Linked DNA regions of Bicyclus anynana: region 2 is linked to region 1. Evidence: chromatin contacts called from public Hi-C data. All regions are on one chromosome and are shown on one strand. The core of a region is the stretch at or near the end of the contact, and the rest is flanking DNA. Distances in the headings are between cores, read along the strand shown. Region 1 overlaps LOC112058060 (maternal protein pumilio). Region 2 overlaps LOC112058060 (maternal protein pumilio).

What was found. A called contact is a pair of places that touch in the nucleus more often than the background predicts.
Region 2: a Hi-C map of whole body shows a contact between it and region 1, with 2.7 times the contacts expected there. The contact joins two enhancer-like sites. A contact is called at or near these places in 2 of 2 Hi-C or Micro-C datasets (whole body and whole larva).

Annotation. Positions count from the first base shown.
Region 1 is chr4:4,481,739-4,484,265 of ilBicAnyn1.1, reverse strand. LOC112058060 (maternal protein pumilio) reads left to right here. Exons shown (of 17, transcript XM_052881337.1): 12 at 1,090-1,273; 13 at 1,630-1,730. Among protein-coding and RNA genes, the nearest start is that of LOC112042899, 33 kb to the right of the region's middle. Within about 2 kb of position 1,260, at least 8 of the 8 cell types and tissues checked have open chromatin away from gene starts, as enhancers often do.
Region 2 is chr4:4,553,164-4,555,690 of ilBicAnyn1.1, reverse strand. All of the region lies in intron 6 of LOC112058060 (maternal protein pumilio), which reads left to right. Among protein-coding and RNA genes, the nearest start is that of LOC112058060, 21 kb to the left of the region's middle. Within about 2 kb of position 1,265, at least 8 of the 8 cell types and tissues checked have open chromatin away from gene starts, as enhancers often do.

The DNA of each region.
Region 1 (2,527 bases), core at 11-2,510:
ACAAACTTCGTCGTATATTACTTGACATATACGAAATTAAGATTCTATGTAACAAATGTCATCCGGTGCTTACTGACAACCATTCTTGGATATCATACTGTAGGTAGATGATATTTCTCAGTTGGTTTAATGTTTATTTTAATAGGTTGGTAAGAAAAGTTCGTGGTAAAATACTCATTTCGTTAAAATTAGCCATGCCTTACATATTCGTATAGGGACAGTCACTTTGTAGACCTAACATTTAATTTTTTTATACTATACCTACTATAATTTGTTACGCATGATCATCTTTATAGACAATTCATATTTTGTACATAAATAATTAATAATTATGTAATTTTGCTTTATTAATAGCTTATAACTTTGTTAGTAATTTAAGATTTGACATAACTAATAGTTAACAATTTTTCATTATAATACATACTGATTCATTTTACTAAAGCACACAGTGTCCTATTATTTTTAATCATGTTGATTATCTACTTGTTCTATAGGATATCTTAGAATGATGCGTAGTATTGTTATTATTCGAAGGTTGATTAAAATGGAATGAATTCGATAAAGTATTGCATAGTTGTGTAGATATTATGTTAGAGACGCATCTAGCGATCGGGCAATCAACGGCTTGTAAGATAATATTAATTATTGTTAGTTAGTCGTTCCCCTTTTCAAAGAATGTTCATTTTACCTGCTCTCAAATGAACAAGTTCGTGTAAATAGTAAAATATCGAATCGCGTCGTAGAAATTTTAATAAAAGGCAATTTTAATAGAAATTTCATATACCATTGTAAAACTATAGAGGCTAGTGCAGCCGAAAACCTGGATCTAAATGCGGATTCACTGCGCTGTGCGAGACATACATTTGTTTTTGTACATCGACACTCACCAGATGTTATTGACGATTTACTTAATTTTTTGGTTGTAAATGTCAAAGTATGTCGCGAGTCGCTTGCCTTGTTATTAAGATTTGTATGAATCGCGTAGAGGACGTTCAAATTTGTACATACGCGGGTACAGAGATGAGCGCGGCGGCGGCAGAGAGCAGAGTCTGCAGAGCGAGAGTGGAGCGTGGAGGTATGTTGTTGCAGGCGGCGCTGCGGCGGGCGCGCGGCGCGACTCGCTGGAGTTCGGCGGCGGGCCGGCGGGCGCGCTGCAGGAGTACGCGCGCAAGTGGGGGCCCTCGCCGCTGTCGCCGCCGCTGGGCGCCGCGCTCGGCCCGGTGGGGCTGCGCCCCGTGTCCGCCGCGCCCGGCGCCGAGACCGCCAAGTACAGGTGCCGACCCGACCACCTCGCCTATATATGCCCTTTACTTTATGTACTACATGCAGGCTTGCACCCGACGCTCGGTTCTGTGAGATCGTTTCGGTGTGCGTGTCTACGTACAATCCGACGTGTGACTTTGTAAATAGCTTTGTAAAATTCATTGTACAAGACCGCGTACCACACCGCCAGTGTACAGTTGTTACGATGTTAATTACATATACATCTCTGCATGCACAATTAATTTAACATTCCTCATTATAAATTAAAATATATAGCACCTATACGTGTACCGCATACGGCATAGCATTCGAGTACGAGGTACGCGCGTATTCAATGATACGAACGGTCGTGTGTTTGTTTTGCAGAACTGTCAGCAACTTGGCGCAAGGCTTGACGTCGAACGGCGGCATGTTCGGATCATCATCATCGTTATTGAGCAAACTCAGCGGGGTCGGAACTATCTCAGGTTGGTACGGCGTTAGATCGATGTATTTACAGCTATCCGCGAACCGTTTGACACTTGCTGGTTATTGACGATTGAATTATACGGAGGCGCCCCACTATTCCTAGACACGTACTTGCCAAATACCTACTGCCGTAAATGTATGAAGAATGAAATTGTAAATAAATTATGATTTTGTATGACTTGCCACTTTCTAAGTAGTAAAAATTGGTAAGTACGCTTTTCGGGAGAGTTTATTTATTTATTTATTTATTTATTTATTTATTCGGAAGCCAACGTTGTATACAAAAAACTTATAACTAATTAAACATAACATGCATTAAAAAGTAATAATTATGCTACATTGTACACCCCACTTACAGGCTAACTCAACATGCGTTTATTTTAATACAATTCTTAATTTATCATTAAAAAAAAGAGACAAAAACTAAATCTAATTTTATATACTGTAGGTGTTTAGTACCCCTGACAATATGTTTGCAGAATTTCATGATGATTGGTTCAGTAGTTATGGTCGAAAGCGTCATAATCAAGAATATTTTCGCGTTTACAGTATAAGTAAGATTACTAATATTGATAATGCTAATACTGACATTGTAAAAATGTATTCTTTAATATATGTTTAATCAAATCAAACTTCATTTATTTCAATAAGCTTAGTTTGCAAGCACTTTTAAAACGTCAGGTAGTGTTATTAGATAACTAATGATGATAAATTGATAATAAGTCGAAAACTAACTCATTCGTGAATTTTAGTTTGTATCTAGCTACGTTCAAACTAGTGATTAATCAGAACATAT
Region 2 (2,527 bases), core at 16-2,515, 71 kb before region 1:
GTGGTGTAGTAATTCGGAGATTCGAACATTTTTGCGGAGATTTTGTAGGGACGTAACCTATCTATAGTATAAGATTATCATTGCTTGTACCTCTTCACACAGTGTAGGGCTAACTTAACATTGAATAAAAAAAAAAGAGTAGAGTTCGTCTGGAATTGATTGTTTCGTTCCATTGATGAAATAACATTCACATGAGGCATGACATCTATAAATTTCTAAAATAACTTGGTAAGCCCTGAAATAAAATTCGTAAATACGAGTAATTTGGCAGGCTATGAAGTAAATTTTAAATAATGAATCGGATAGACTTCTTAACTAAACATTTACAAAACAAACAACAAGTGAACATTTAGGTAATTTGGTAAGTTATGAATTACGATGTTCTAACAATGATGTAAGGTCGAGTCGAGCTTGGTTGATTTTATCTATATCTACATCTAAGCGATAATGCATAAGTAATTCATTAAAATACCCTTCAATAATATTATAAAGGATGTGACGAAAAAAAGAGGATTTTAATGTGTATGTAATAATATCAACGGCATTTGTAATAGTTAATTATCGTACTCGTTAAGGTGACTTTTAATCTTTAAAATTTGGTAATTTGTCTCCATACTGAGTAGGTAATTATGTGTTTGAAAGTAAGAATAAAGCAGTTGTAGGGTACTCGAGAACAATAATAATAGCAAATTTAATGTGATCGCGATAACCAGTTTAAATGAGTAATCGTCTGCATACCGTGTTTTAGGAGCACCTTTCAATGAGTGTGTAAGGCTTTGTGCACACTTGTGCACCTCTGAGATTTATTTATCAATGTAATAGGTTATTATTGATACTTGTTGCTTTTATTAAGATACAGTGTGTCCTGTAATTAATGGATAAAACGCAATAATCTGAAACTAATTTAATTAGTTTTGAAAAAAATCCCTAGGGTGACCAAGTTATATTTTTTTTTCGGAATTATATTCTAATATCGATTGTTGTCAACAACATAGGGGCGTCAGCATCGGTATTTTCTATTGTTTACGTAACGTACGTACGTATTGTCATATTAGTCATATCTCGCATGACACAGTAAAAAAAAAATGGCGATTGATTGTAATAATTTTTCTTATTGTACTAGTTTGGCTGTTGTACGCGATTTTTCACAAATCTTGTCAGATTGTGTTGTCGTTGTCCTTTATACTTAACCATCAAGTGTGTCAGAGTCTTTAGAGCGGAATTGGAGCGTCCGCGTCGGTCGCGAAGGCCGGCGCAGGCGGCGCGCGAGGCGCACTGGAAGCGGGCAATAACCGCGCGCTGATCGTGGCCTCTGTCAATGCCACGCGCGGATAGCGCCGCGCAATCGACCCGCTGGCTCGTTCAGCATTGCTGCAACACAGCGCGTTACTATAGACCCGCTCACTAATTCAGCTTTACTGCAACACAGCGCGTTACCATAGATGGCTTTGTTTTCCTGACGACATGTGAGACTAGGTCCTTGTTAAAAGCCATCCAAGTTGCATTGAATGAGATATCGTGTGTACATATTGCGATTGTGGCCTTTGTCAATGCCACGCGCGGATGGCGCCGCGCAATCGACCCGCTGACGCGCTCAGCATTGCTGCAACACCATGTTACCATAGACCCGCTCACTTATTCAGCTTTGCTGCAACACAGCGCGATACCATAGAGGGCTCTGTTTTGCTGACGACATGAGAGACTAGCTCCTTGTTAAAAGCCACCCAAATTGCATTGAATGAGATATCGTGTGGACTTATGATCGTGGGCTCTGTCAATGCCACGCGCGGATGTAGCGCCGCGCAATCGACCCGCTGACTCGTTCAGCATTGCTGCAACACCACGTCACCATACTTATTCAGCATTCCCGCTTACTTATTCAGCATTACTTCAGCACACCACGTTACTGTAGATGGCTTTATGTTCTGCCACCCCAGTTGCCTTGATTGAGATAATATTACGATGTGTACATATTTATTATAATCGTAGCCTCTGCCAATGCCACCCTCGGATAGTTACATTAGACAGAATAATTAAAAAGTAAATTTTTCAATATAATGTATTAGTTTTATTAATAAGTAGTATTTTTTTAAACTTATGTTGTTACTATGTTTTTTTTTAGTAAAAGCTGCACAGTTTTGCAATTACTTTAAAACCCACTCTTCTTATTTGCTTCTTAACATTAATATTAAAAGCCAAAAGTATGAAAAAAAAAGCTGCGGCTACTAAAGCGATTTCGGGGAAATTTGGGAAAGAAAATAGATTTTTTCTAGATTAACACATAGGCATTTCATCCCGGAAAAAAACATGGTTCCCGCGGGATTTGTGAAAAACTGAATTCCACGCTGACGAATTCGCGGGCGTTTGCTAGTACAATATAAATGCCAACTAAAAATTCCCAGTAGCACCTTATAGACTCCATTTCGGATAATATCATTAGCATCTGATTTCGTTGACTGAGTCATTAATACTTAAGCCTATAAATCTCAAATCTCCCCTCTTTTGAAGGAGAATAAGAGCTGTCTAG